4 separate regions of the Zea mays genome follow, and all the other regions are linked to region 4. A link is a contact called in public Hi-C data. All regions are on one chromosome and are shown on one strand. Each heading gives the region's core, a stretch centred on a gene start, on an enhancer-like site or on the middle of the called end of the contact. The rest is flanking DNA. Distances are from core to core; before and after follow the strand shown. Region 1 holds the start of LOC100277929. Region 2 holds the start of LOC100384054. Region 3 holds the start of LOC103627226. Region 4 holds the start of LOC100191496.

Region 1 (3,378 bases), core at 237-2,736, 190 kb after region 4:
TAATTATATAGTATTTTCTCCGTTCTTTTTTTTATCGTGTTTTAGTTTAAAAATTAACTGGCAATTGACACATAGCACCTACAGATATGATAAAGTGAGCTCGTAGTTCTATTTACATAACGATAAATCTAAGAACCATTTGGTATCTGATTCTGATATTGGTATTTCAAATACGTTTAGGACCAATGGTGCCGCAGAGCAACGATTACAAGCCAAGGATAGTGAACCATCGGTTACAAATCATGTGTACAAATACACAAATCCAATCATCAAGTACGTCGCAGGAAAAAAAATTGCACGTTGAGCTTCAGTCATTGCTAGTTCGATTTCTCTTATGGGCCGGAATACCACGACTACCTTACCACCATCGTCATCCTCTTCTTCCATGAGATCAGATCTAGTAGAGGGATTCTATCGTCTTGTTGAGCTCCTCCAGCTTCTTCATCCGCAGCCTCTCGCTCTCGCTTACGAGCTGCCAGAAAGAACACGTTATTATTTTATTGTTTTAGATGACCAACCTCTGAGTGAAACATGTGTCAACAGACACGTTCTTATTAGGGAAAAAATAGAGGACCAAGTCAGTTGGGCCTAGTAGTACAGTAATAATATGGAAATGGCCCAACCAATTCCATCCATCGGATTGGTATATGAATTTCACAGGAATTATTATTGGTTCTAAAACAGCCTTAATCCTTTTTATTTTCCGCAGCAGAACAAAATATGCCTACCGAGACGGTTCTCAAAACAAAAGCTAGCTATAGCGCGCGCGGATTGCAAAAGAATTGAACTGACCTCCAACAGCCTATTGACCAGCGTGGCTTTCTCGTTGTTCTTCTCGTTGTAGGCCTCGAGGCACATCTTGTACTCCTTCTCCTGCACACGCACATGTTCGGAGACAAACACACGATCAGCAAGCAGTACGTGTTGCTACCTGCTTGACTTCGTTCTATAGCCATTCGGTCGAAGTGAAAAACCCGAATGGAGAAACACTCGTGTTGTGTTCCAGTGTCTTGTAGTGACGTACCTTTTTGAGGCACGTCTTGCCGAGCGGCTTGAGCTGCCTGTTGACCTTGTCGATGCGCTTGCGGATGGCGTCGACCTCCCGGCGCGTGGGGTCGGCCATGAGCTCCAGCTCCTGGCGGATGAAGGCCAGTCGTTTGGTCTCCTCCTCCACCCGGCCCAGCATGGAGAACACCTTGTCCCGCACCTCCACCTTCTTGCGCTCGATCTCCTCCTCCTTCTCCTTGAACAGCGACAGCGCCGACCGCGACGACTGCTCCGCCCACTCCCCCACCTCCTCGCCGCCGCCCGTCGACGCGCTGCGCACGCACACGATCTGCATCTGCTGCTCCTCCTTGCCGCTGCACTCCATCTGTCGTCGCTGCTAGCTGCCAACACTGCCCTCCAAACGGCTAGCTAAGCTAGGGCAGTGTGTAGAGCAGGAGAGGCCTCTTGCGCCCTAAGCCGTGTAAAGAAATTGGTAGTAGGAGTAGCCTGCATCTAACAACCGTCCATCTATTTATTCCTCCAGCTTCCATGTGCTCGCTCTCCCTTTTACTGTTGTATTGTTTTGCAAACGATCGAGAGCCCAGTACTAGCTAGTGTCCTAGCTACTCGAAGCCTGAACCTTTAAGCAAGCACCGGTGATCTGTATGAATTGTTATATTGTTTTGATTGATGTTATATGTATCTTAGTGCAGGTGTCACTTGTCACTCATCAACTCATACTATTAGCTGCTTATGGTAATGATAGCACAAGCTTCCTGGGCATCGATGGAGGAAATAAAACCAACCAAGCTGTATGCCATGACCCGAGACAACATCATTCCACGTACATGTGATGTGAGCAGGAGAGCGGCTCCGGACTGGCCCAAGGCCAAGACCAACAGCGAAGTATCATAAAAACTTGAAAAGCGTTAGGTGAGATCCAACAAGTCGAGTAGGAGTAACTCTTGAGCAATCTCAGTGTACATTCCCTGTCACCAGTTGGTGTGACCAAATGCACGCGTGATCGTCTCCGAGGCGAGGATACGATAATGCATGCATCCAAGCATTAGTAAAACCCCGTATCCATGTCTATCGTTGTAGGATTAACATCTAAGGCAGGCAAGCCGAGGTATACCTGCAACGGCAAGCTGGGACGGGGGAGTAGTGTCTTCAGGGACACTGGAAAGGTAGTGCTTTGCGTGTCTGAATCTGAGTGAGTCGGTAATCGGGAGGGGTGGCATTTAAAAGTAAGCAGAGCAGGCAGCAGGGGCCACATTGCTGGCTGCTCTGTAGTCGGACATGCAACCCCCCAGCTTGAAACCTATGCGCTGCAGCCGATTGTCTAACTCTAAGACCATCAGTGCCCAACGGAATGAAACAAGTGCAAACAATCAGCCATCAAGCATTAGGAAAGCGAAAAACGAAAACTCTATGTTTAATTGACACCTTGAAGGTCTTAAATATATAGAGAGGACAACGCAGCGAGATGCATGGGCTTTCCAGCATCGATTAAAGTATCAGAACCTTATTGTAGCATGCATGCATGCATCTGCCGGTTTTGGAAGAAGGTTTTTCCTCACATCGACAGCCCCACACATGCCGCGCAGCAACGAGTACCCCGCTATCACTCCACTGGAGCATAGACGACACATGTTCTGCTTGGTGTATAAACCGAGAATGAATATGGCCTATTATCATGCGAACAGTCCTGCAAGTAATGGCCATAACAGAAGTTAGTTCACCTCTGTCAGGAACAAGTTGACATCTGCGTACCTAGAGCAGTATCACGTGCCACAAAACTTACGGCGGTGAAGTGCTCGGCTGCGTGATGGATCCTGCTAAATCCACCAAATAGTCCAGCGTCGGAGTCCAAGACCACCTGGTACAAATAGCAAATGCTGTCAGCACCTCCGCTAGTGGGATTTTGAGAAACTTCTCCGGCTAGTTTTCGAACAACGGATGTGCTCCAATATCAGAGACGCCAAGAGAACGAGCATGCGGCTATCCGTCACAGGAACTCCTAGTTCTTTTTTGTTTTGTTTTTTTTATACATGTAAACATGGCGCCCTAGTATTTTGCTACCTTTTACCTGCTCGTGCAGCCTAAAAATTGGAAAAATCCAAATCTAGCGTCCTACGTTTTCAAGCAAATTAAATTAACTACAACATGAATTGCTGACACCAACAGCTTAGCTGCTCCTAGCTTCACCGTAGAAAGAGATCAATAATGACACTTGATAAATTGCAGCATGATAGTACGTATATCTAACTCATTTATCAAGAAAAGAAATGCACTTTGAGCATAGGGAATGCAAGATAGATGCATACCTTATACACCCCAGGCTTTCGACAACCAATACGGTAGTCAAAATAGCTGTTGTTGCAGTGGAAG
Region 2 (3,567 bases), core at 710-3,209, 130 kb after region 4:
TAGGTATTTAGACTATATAACCCACCTAATAATTTGTATTATTGGTTTACCTCTCAACTTATTTAAGTTGTATTATTATATAATCTAGAGCAGGACATTAGTAAGTTAACTCCCTGATCTATATTTTGTCCCTCGTTTGCTCCTGAAGTGCTGTCATTATTACTTTATTAGGCTGTTGATACCGATAGCAACATCAAGGCGTTGGCCTACGCCTCTCGTAGATTACAAGCAAGCAATGTACTCATGCATGTTGACCGATTCCAATTTCCAAGCAGGCAGAGACCCATGCATTGTGAAAGAAAGCAACGCCAAGACAACCGCTCTTGCAGGCCTGCAACATGCAATGGATAGCACGCAAGCGTTTTTTTTAATCCATAATATATGCATAGATTATTGCCTAAGACTAAAAGATGGTGTATATTACGAGGCTCGACGAGTGTACCTCGCTTGGGTTGGATCGAGTCCTCGCTTTGAGCCTCAGCTGAGTTCTGACAACAGACGCAACAGAGTAGGCAGAACCAATCCAGACATTTGATTCAGAGATGTATGTTTAGAAACATTGACAATGTAGCAGTCAGACAACACGGCGAAGACGAGACTATTTACGAACATTACAGAAAACGAGAAGAACATACGCAACAGCATTGTCTTAATCTCAAAGAAAAAACACAGCAGCGTTGTCTTAATCTCAAAACACACACACACACAACAGCAGCATTGTCTCAACTTGTGTGCACCCAAAAGTTCCAGCAAAGCGCCTGATTCAAAACGTGCATCCCTGGCGTAGCGCCGAGACGCCAAAACCATGAACCAAACAAATTGCTTCAGAAAACATCACATCACTACATTGTGAATTCACCAACATATGCAGGGGTCCATGCTTCACGGAGGCGATTATTCCTCACCAGCCATACAGTCAGCTTGAGGTCTAAATTTTCATCAGTTCCTGAAAAGAATCCAGGCAGTTCTGATTCACTTTCTGAGGGCTCTTTAATGGTTAACCCAAGAATACTGCGAGTTCTTGTTCTAGCATCAAGCATAGTTATTTTTATTCAGAAGCTCAGTTCGATATGTGCCTATTACCTCGCTTCAGGTTATAGCGTATAACCAGCAAACACTACGTCTTGTTAGACAAAAAGTCAACAAATAGATCAAAAAAGTACTTGTTCCTTCTGCTTCTGGATGGATTCGATCTTTTTCATGTAGTCATCTATGACTTTCTGCAGAATTTGTACGAGAAAGTTAGCTCCCACTGCATCTAACAGTAAAAAGCTTTCCAAGAGATATAAGCATATCCTTGAGGACCTATGTGCAACTACAGGAAGAAAAAAAATAGAAAATTCATCCTCACTTGTAGATCAGCTGATAAATCTTTCACGTTGTCCTTAGAAAGCTTCTTTTCCTACATAAGCAAGTGCAGTTTTTTTTAACAAAAATAAGCAAGTGTGGTATATGAGTTTTATTACAAAGCTACGATGGCTGCCATTCACATGAGTTGAGTCTAGCAAAAAGATAAACCAAGAAAAATCTTCCCCCGCAAACGCAAAGAGACTGATTTGATCCCACGACCTGGTCAACCACCATTTTTTAAAATCTCAGAAACCACCTGTGGTATTGTGCAAGAGAGAATTTCTTACCAAGGAATCCTTCTGAAGCTGCATAATCACCCTTGCAAATTGACTTTATATATGGAAGCGGGTATGGACGTATGGTTGGATTCCTGCGTGGCGCACTGGGCCCTCGGTGAGAGGGAAAGATTCTAACAACTAAAGAAAAACAAAATTGCCATGGTGGCCCCCACAGTTTTTGTTGTTACGACAACACCAAAAAATGAAGGGCAAAACCAAGCGAAGCCAGGCCAAGCAACTTTCTTGTTGTCCTTTCGTCTCACAGCGGCAGCAGGATCCATTAGATGCTCGGGTGGAGCACTGAGCCTTTTCCGGCGGTGAGTTGAGCTGAGCAGAACCGTGCTACCTAGCCAATCCACAGGAGGAAGAGAGGAGAACGGGAGCCCTTTTTATGACAAGAAGGGAGGCGCCAGGCGTGTGATTAACAGTGAGCTGCTTGCTACTCTCTTACTACCAATCTCTTTCGCTGCTTGCTTTCCATTGAAAATGATGTGATCTTGCTTACCACCCACACCCTACAATCCGAAGGCACGCATGCCCAGCACAAAAATCTCCCAAGGATTCCCATGTCCCCATGGTTTCCTAGCACAAGATGTGCATGGACCAGCAGAACAGAAGTGAAGCACTCTGGCATTGCATGCCCAAGTGTTGTTGTTATCGTTACCAAGATCATCGCTACTACTGATGACTGATGCAGTGCGTTCGTGATGAACTGTGTAAGCAGGTTTTGAAGGGAGAGTTACCTGCATCTGCATGGAAGAGGGAGGCGACCCGCAGCTTCCGAGCATCTCCGCACGCACCACGTCCGAAGGCGCGGGGGGCGTCGACTTGGATCTCCTTGAGCAGCTACTGTCTGACGACAACGGCTGGCTCGAGGTGGTCTCACGCTCGCCCAACTCGGTAGCGTTTCCTCCACTCTCAGCCTTCTTCTCGGCTGACGTGACAGCCACCACAGTGACGACGACGGCGACGGCAGCGCCGGCCGCGAACGCCAGCTGGTGAATTCAGACGGGTGGCGCGAGCCCCTCCTCCGTGGAGGAGCAGTTCAGCCAGGCCCTGTCCTACATCCGAGATACGCAGAGCGACGGCGACGTCCTCGTGCAGCTCTGGGTGCCGGTCAACCACGATGACGGGAAACTGGTGCTGACCACAAGCGAGCAACCGTTCACGCTCGACCACCGCTCCGACAGCCTCCTCCGGTTCAGGGAGGTGTCCACCAAGTACCAGTTCTCGGCCAATGTTAAGTCGGGGGATTCGCCGGGGCTGTCAGGGAGGGTCTTTATCGGCAGGCTCCCCGAGTGGTCGCCGGACATCAGGTACTTCACCAGCTACGAGTATCCCAGGGTAAGGGATGCACAATACCTCGATGTCCATGGCACCATGGGTCTGCCAGTGTTCGAGAAGGGAAGCTACAACTGCCTGGGCGTCATCGAGCTGATCATGATAAGGCAGAAGATAAACTTCACCTCTGAGCTCAACACCATTTGCAGTGCTCTCCAGGTATGAAACCTCCTCAATCTCACTGCCCCTGAAAGTTCAGAGAAGTATATCGCAAGTGTGTTAGGTTAGGAGATCAAATCACCAGCTTAGTGCAGGAAAGAAAAACAGCAGTCTAGCCACTGATGCCACCTTGAAGTACCTGCATGCCAATTATTACTGTAGAAAATCAATAGTGTTTCCAGGTCCGGGCTTTAGTAATAGTGAATAGGGTGTTTGCAGGCAGTTAATCTCAGAAGTACAGAAGTTTCAAGCATTCCACGCATAAAGGTGAGCAGAAAAGAAATTCTACACTCACTGTGTCACAACTTTGAATTTTGGGAAATAATTCATTTTTCCAAAAATATGAATCTCAGGACCTCTACATTCCAACTTAATGTAGGCATGATATGAAATCTACTTAAAATTGCATGTTTGTGAAGAAAAAAAACTATGCACGTTT
Region 3 (3,664 bases), core at 502-3,001, 170 kb before region 4:
CAAAAAGGGCCGCTGAGCATGAGCATCTGATGGCCGGCATGCTTGCACGCACATCGCATCGCATCCATGGCTGAGACAAGATGGCCGGCGTTCTTTTTTTCTCGAAGCCAGGAGTTGGAATGTGAAACGACGGTACGATAGGAAATTGCATTGCACCACCGCCCAAACATCTTCCATCTTTGGGCGTTTACCTGTTGTTGTACGCATGTTTTGTATATCATGAACAGACTTTGAGTCGGCAACCGGTTGAACAAAAATTCCTTTTTTTTCCTTCTAAACTGTGTATATGTAATATATGAGCATGGTTAGTGGCCGCCAGAGTCCGAGACGTCTCAATGAGTGAGACAGCAACCGAAAGAAAATTGGAAGATGACGTTCGCTCCTACGAAGATAATCTATACAACTTCAATCGTTCTCCCGCTTATTGGTTTGCAACGCCCATACATACAGGTGCAAGAGGCTATCCCAACTGGCCGACTGGGATCAATCGAATAATGCATCAACTTAAATTGAAATACCTGTTTTGAATTTTGGAAAAAAGGATGCAGGAATACCAAGGCATCTACCTGCTCGATCATTAATTCAATAAATTTGGCAAGGTGGTCAAGTACAAATGTATGCACAATCTATGAATCTAGAGAGGGATCGGAGGTCGTAAGACAAGTAGTGTATTCTACAAAGCTACCATGGTGGATTGGTGGTAGCATGTTTGGCCTGTCGGCAGAGGTGGGCGTGGCCTTGCCGGCTTCAGTTGCTAGCTGGACGCGTAGAGCGAGCCGCAACTACTGCTGCGGTAGAGGAAGAAGCTCCTGCTCCCAAGCTCCATGATCTTCTCCCCGGGGTCCAAGCCTGTTTGTTTAGAAAACAGCGGCGTCAATAGAGAGTAATGGAGAGTAATGAGGCGTCGGCGTCAGCGTCACGTACTTTCCAAGCTGAACTGGGAGTAATGGAGCCCGAACGCCGAGGGGTCGGCGGACGGCAGCGGCGGCCGCCGTCCTTCCTTGACGTAGAGCTCCACCGCGGCCGCGACCAGGTCCGCGACGCGCCACTCGGCCCTCGCCATCACGTGCAGCGGCCACATGCTCCGATGCACGGCGACGGTCACCAGCGCCTTGCTCGGCGCCGCCCTCCTGCCCCACGGGACGGCGGCGGCAGTAGCGTTGCCGCCGTGGACGCCCGCTCGCCGGAAGCCCCGCTCCCTGACGCCGGCCAGCAGGTCCGGATGCGTCCGGGGCTTCTGTCTCATCAGGTGGTCTCGCTGCTGCTCCTTCTCAGGCGTGCAGCGCGCGTGGAACGACGCCCGCCGCTGCACGAGCGGCTCCCGCGGTGCCGGCGCCCCCGCCGCCTTCTCCGCGTGTCTCTGCCTCGGCCAGGCCTTTTGATCAGCCGGCGGCGCGTGAGGAGGCATCTTTGAGCAGAATAACGACAGGGCAGCAGTAGCTCACGTCCGATTTTACAAGCTTCACCTCACTGGACAAGACAAGAAGAGGAAGATTTGCCGGAGCGAGAGCTCATATATGCACAAGCGCCCGCTCATTCGGTGGGCGCCACTGGGGGCTCGCCGATTTGGTTTTAGATTCTTCGCAGGAGAGCTTTCGACTGGTGCGGTGACAGGTGTGAGGCGTGCCGCACCGGCGGTTGCTGATTCATATAGCCGGTTGCTCCGTAGTCCGAGTCCGACATGGCGGTCATGGACGGTTGAAAAATAAACTTGGAGCGTTAAGCTTAGGGAGTGTTTTAATGTACTAGAATTAATATGTAAATACTAATTTGTTGTTTACTTTCGTATGGTACTCAGATTAACAAATTAGTCTTTACACATTTAGCCTTAGATGTTAAGTTTGTTACTTAGTTTGTTATATTACTCACATTAGAAAATTAGCTTTTATTTCCTCTGTTTTTTTATTTATCGTGGTTTAGTTTAAAAATAAATTAGCGGACCAACAATATTCGAGAACGGATTTAGTAAAATTTGGTTATATGACTGTAATTTACTTTTTAAGCAAAGAAACATACCTTGAAATGTTGTCAAGCTTTACAGTACTAGAGCAAGATTGTGTTCTTATGTGTTACGTGAGTTTATTCGTTTTTTTGGTCAAGTACACGCTATGATAGGGGTTGTAAAGGTCCTAATAATTGACATTGGAGCTATGCTGTCAAAAATGTTCGAGACAAGTCCTAATAATTGACATTGGTACATGGTGATTTGTATGTCCAATTATGGCGACTAAGGGCCTGTTTGTTTACCCCCAATGGATTATATAATCTGGATTATTTTTGGAAGATTATATAATCTGGATTATATAATCTGGATTATATAATCTGAGTAGTCATGTTTGTTTACCCAGATTATCTGGTGTGTTTCTGTTGGGCGGCGGGCTTCTCCGATCCGATAGGCGCAAAAACGATTCGGTAGATTATAATGGCAATGGTGGGTAATTTCTAGGAAACTTGAAAGGGTAGTGGGGAAGTGGGAAAAAATAATCTGAAATAAGCACCTCCTCACTTGCTTATGGATTATCATAATCCAAGGGGTTAGATTATATAATCTGGGCAAATAAGCTAGACTGTTTGTTTGCCTCTTAGGATTATTTAATCCAGATTATATAATCTGGGGGGTAAACAAACAGGCCCTAAAGTAGGAGGAAATAAGTACTTCCTGCTGCGGGTGGACAACCTGAACCGGTATATGTGGGTAGCTGTGATTAGGGCTGGGTATTCGGTCTATTAGGTCCCGTTTGTTTCGTTGGAATTCAATTCCATTTTAATAATTATAAGTTAGACAAAACTAATTAAATTCATATATTTACAAATGTAATATATTTGTATATTATCCTAAATCATATGAGAGAGATAGTTATATACTACATTTATGTTATAGCGAAGCAAGTAGAAGAGTGTGTTATAAGTTGTACATCGGAAAAATAGTATGTAAATATATAGAATCTATTTTCATTTCTCACCACATGAATTTGAGATAGGTTTATATGATAACTTTGGAAAGTGGTGGAATGTCACATTCTAAAAAAATAGCCCATTCCATTAGTAAGATTTCAATTCCTCAAAATGAAAGGAAACAAACGGGACCTTAGGGTAATTCGATTCGGTCTATTCGGGGTTTTGAAATTTCGGGTTATGAAACATGAAAACCGAAATTTCTAAAATAATTTTAGGAACCGAATCCGAATAGACCCACAATTTCGGTTCGGTTTATTCGGTCCACCGAATAGACTCAAATAGTAGAGAAACCATTATCTTTTGTTAAAATATATACAAATAATAATTAATTGGAAGTACTATTTTTACAACAAGTGACTATAAAAAATAACATAATGATATATATATACTATCGTTAAGATGATATCATAATTTTTAGCTAATAAACTCATAAATCATATAATAATATCATCATATATTAAGAGCTTTTTTCTATTTCGGGTTATTCGGTCTATTTGGGTTTTAAAGGTTAGGAACCGAACCCGAACCCATAACCAGAAATATAGCATATATAGGAACCGAACCCGAAAACCCGAATAGACCAATAATTCGGTCAATTCGGGTTCGGGTTCGGGTTTTGGTTTTAAAATGCTCACCCCTAGCTGTGATTCCTTCAAAGGATCAACAGCTGTCATCAAACACATCTAGACATAGGCTATTTGATTAA
Region 4 (3,479 bases), core at 506-3,005:
AGGAGAGCCCGTCGTCGTCGGACGCAGGGGCGGGAGGGTAGTGCGGCGAGCAGCCGTCGTTTCTGACGCTGCTGGGCGGGGAGGACGCGAGGAGGGTGTACGACGCCCCCGCGTTGGATGATGAGGCAGGGGGGCCTCGCCTTCCACCGGCGCTCGACACCGCGTGAGGCCACTTCGCATCCTTCATCATCTGGCGTCTCCGCCCTTGGCGTGCGGCGCCGGTGCAGGTTGAGGTCGCGGCGGGCGACTGCTAAGTGCTAACTCCGCATCAGCCGATCTGTCGATCGCTCCTGGCGTGCGGGCGGCCAGACGCTCGCTTTTCTGCGTGCCCTTTTCACTGCAAGTCTCCAAGCAACTACTAGTTCGCCCTTGGAGGCCTCGCATCTGAAGGAGAGGGACACGCCGACGCGGACGCGGACGCTGACTCGTGGATGGAGTGATGGACGGAGGACTGGTGGCCCAGTGGGGACTGGGGAGTCGCGTCGAAGAGCGGGTGTCTGCCAGTGCCGGGTGCAGCGCGCACGGCACACGGCACGCGGCCGCCGCGGGCGGCGTGCTTGGGATCCTCGGAGCAAGTCGAGAGGAAAGAGAAGGGGGGCAGCACTCTGTCTCTGACACTGCAGTACTGCACTCCGCACTCGGGTCCGATGCGGCAGGTAGACACGGCACGACGAGGACTCGACCGTCGGTATGGGCAAGTGGGAGTGCCCACCATCAAAGGACCGTCAGGTGCATGCATCGCTCTCGCTAGTGGCTCGTCGTGTTCGATCGTTCCGATGAGAACCCGCCTCTGCTGTCTGCTCCCATGGACAGTGACTCGGTGAGCATTTCGTCTCCGTCTCCGAGGTGGATCTTCGCAACAATATTTTGTATTCACATCATATAATCTCTACTAACTATTAAGACAACAGTGTAGACCATTTTCTATGCCCCCGCCTCCCGGTTTGCGCAAGCCCCATCTCCCCCGCGAAAGCTGCAACTGGCTCCCCCGCTGCGACGTGGGCAGGGAGGGTCAGAACTTTGGGTGGCAGATCTGTGCTCACGCGCAGACGACATCGCAGCGACCGAGGGTTACGAGTAGCGAGACGAGAAGTCGAAGTCCAGGCATCCAGGGCCTCCCTTGCTTCCGTCGGCGTCACAGAGCGGAGACACTTACGGGCGCTCGAGGTCGTCGGGATCGGGATCCCCGCGGCGGCTCCTGCGGCAGCCGCGACGGCGAGCAGGGCCAGCGCCGCCACGCCGATCCCCGGGGCACACCGCCCACGCCACATCCCCTGCTCAGCCCACGCGCAACCAGTTCTCCTCGACCCAGATCTCTGCCCCGACCCGTCCTTCTCGCGGCCCACACGACCCGCAAAACCAATTCGGTCGCAAATGAGGCACGGAAGCAGAGGGACAGAGGGGGACGTGCTCACGCGTGAGGAAGTAGGAGACGGCGAAGATGCAGAGCGCCCACCAGACGGTGCGCAGTTTTGCCTCCTCGATCAGATCGTCGTCGCTCTCCATCCTCTTCCGCATCTCGGCCTGCGCGCGCGCCACGGCGCGGCCCGGCCCGTGGGAGGCGGCGAGGGATCCGGTGGGACCGATTAACGGATGTGGAATCCCCGTAACGAGCTCCGCCTTCGCCGGAGAAGAAGGCCGTGCCGGGCGGTGCCGGCGGCGACTCGCCTCCACGGCGATTTTTATTTCTGGGTTATTTTGTCTTTTTTGGAGTTTTCTTAGGATTTGTAGAAACGTGCCCGGGGTCTCGAACCAGCCTGTGTGCTCTGTTGTGAGGCCCACCTAGCGAATGCGTGTAGCCGAATGCCATGTGGGTCCATATAGCCACGCTCCACGCTGACGAGTGGGGCCTTTATGTGATGGTTCGATATTTCCACCGTCCCACGAGGAGAAAATTTGGATTCATGTCATTATGAATCTTAATTCGTTCAAATGACATTATAAAAACACGCTTCACATAAAAATCATTATCTCCACTAACTATTAAGGCAATAGTGTAGACCATTTTCTATGCCCCCGCCTCTCCCTCTGCGCACGCCTCATCTTCCCCCACGAAAGCTGCAACTGCCTCCCCCGCTGCGACGTGAGCAGAGAGCTCCAACAAGACCCTCTAAAGGGTCCTCTACCCTAAATATAAATGATCAAACGGTCCTCTACGCTCTCTAGCAGCGTTCTCTAAACGGTTCTCTAAATTTAGAGGACGTTGCTGGATTCTCTACATATAGAGTTTCTCTAAACAGTCCTCTATCTATTTGAATACTTTAAATAACCGATTTAGCAAAACTAAAATATGTATAATATATTTGAGAGTATGACAAATACGTATGTATAAAAAATAAAAATAAAAAATGTCTATAATATAGATATTTGAGTATAGAGGACGTGATTTAGAGGATGTTGTTGGAGAGGAAGTAGATATAGAGGATAAAATCTTTTAGAGGAGACTGTAAAGGACAGATATAGAGGATGAATATAGAGGACGTTGCTGGAGACAGCCGGCTAGCTCCAGCAAGGCACCCTAAAGGGTTCTGTATCCTAAATATAGAGGATCAAATGGTCCTCTATGTCCTCCAGCAGCGTCCTCTAAACGGTTCTCTAAATTTAGAGGACGTTGTTGGATTTTCTATATATAGAGTTTCTCTAAACGGTCCTCTATCCATTTGAATACTTTAAATAACCGATTTAGCAAAACTGAAATATGTACAATATATTTGAGAGTATGACAAATACGTATATATAAAAAATAAAAAATGTCTCTAATATAGATATTTGAGTATAGAGGACGTGATTTAGAGGACGTTGTTGGAGAGGAAGGAGATATAGAGAATGAAATTTTTTAAAAGAAACTGTAAAGGACGGATATAGAGGATAGATATAGAGAACGTTGCTAGAGACAGCCTCAGAACTTTGGGTGGCAGATCTGTCTATTGCAGAAGTGCTCATGCGCAGACGACATCGCAGCGACCGAGGGTTACGAATAGCGAGACGAGAAGTCGAAGTCCAGGCATCCAGGGCCTCCCTTGCTTCCGTCGGCGTCGCAGAGCAGAGACACTTACGCGCGCTCGAGGTCGTCGGGATCGGGATCCCCCGTGGCGGCTCCTGCGGCAGCCGCGACGGCGAGCAGGGCCAGCGCCGCCACGCCGATCCCGGGGGCACACCGCCCACGCCACATCCCCTACGCAGCCCACGCGCAACTAGGTCTCCTCGACCTAGATCTCTGCCCCGGCCCGTCCTTCTCCTCACGGCCCACACGGCCCCTCCACTCGCACTGCAGCAACCATGACAATAATGACGTGCGGCAGGGTACACGTTCGGGCGCTCCTTCCAGGCATCCAACTTACTCCCTCCAGCTCTGGCCCCCCGCGCTATGAAGGTGTCGTGCAGCTGCGCACAGGTGGATGTGGTCCAGCGCGGGCGGGTGCTTCTCGTAGTGGAAGGTGGCGACGAGGGTGGCGAGGGCGTGGACGTGGTTGACGGAG

Evidence for each region. A called contact is a pair of places that touch in the nucleus more often than the background predicts.
Region 1: a Hi-C map of leaf shows a contact between it and region 4, with 3 times the contacts expected there. The contact joins the promoter of LOC100277929 here to the promoter of LOC100191496 in region 4. A contact is called at or near these places in 3 of 25 Hi-C or Micro-C datasets (leaf and root tip).
Region 2: a contact with region 4 is called in a Hi-C map of leaf, with 5 times the contacts expected there. The contact joins the promoter of LOC100384054 here to the promoter of LOC100191496 in region 4. A contact is called at or near these places in 9 of 25 Hi-C or Micro-C datasets (bundle sheath, ear, endosperm and 2 more) and 1 of 3 datasets of contacts at active chromatin or transcription factors (leaf).
Region 3: a Hi-C map of endosperm shows a contact between it and region 4, with 2.2 times the contacts expected there. The contact joins the promoter of LOC103627226 here to the promoter of LOC100191496 in region 4. A contact is called at or near these places in 2 of 25 Hi-C or Micro-C datasets (endosperm and leaf).

What each region holds. Positions count from the first base shown.
Region 1 is chr5:171,750,464-171,753,841 of Zm-B73-REFERENCE-NAM-5.0, forward strand. It overlaps LOC100277929, which reads right to left and starts at 1,487. Exons shown (of 3, transcript NM_001371688.1): 1 at 1,025-1,487; 2 at 793-873; 3 at 237-472. The coding sequence starts at 1,372. The coding sequence ends at 398. It overlaps LOC542238 (amylose extender 1), which reads right to left. Exons shown (of 22, transcript NM_001426901.1): 20 at 3,315-3,378; 21 at 2,792-2,866; 22 at 2,361-2,695. The coding sequence ends at 2,612.
Region 2 is chr5:171,693,444-171,697,010 of Zm-B73-REFERENCE-NAM-5.0, forward strand. LOC100384054 reads left to right here and starts at 1,960. Exons shown (of 7, transcript NM_001368217.1): 1 at 1,960-2,055; 2 at 2,353-3,128; 3 at 3,348-3,395. LOC103627227 (a long non-coding RNA gene) reads right to left here and starts at 2,456. Exons shown (of 4, transcript XR_002262430.1): 1 at 2,372-2,456; 2 at 1,352-1,402; 3 at 1,084-1,220; 4 at 652-946. It also overlaps the pseudogene LOC109939965.
Region 3 is chr5:171,387,062-171,390,725 of Zm-B73-REFERENCE-NAM-5.0, forward strand. It overlaps LOC103627226, which reads right to left and starts at 1,752. Exons shown (of 2, transcript XM_008647517.4): 1 at 925-1,752; 2 at 522-849. The coding sequence starts at 1,408. The coding sequence ends at 755.
Region 4 is chr5:171,560,047-171,563,525 of Zm-B73-REFERENCE-NAM-5.0, forward strand. LOC100191496 reads right to left here and starts at 1,756. Exons shown (of 16, transcript NM_001365492.1): 1 at 1-1,756. The coding sequence starts at 190.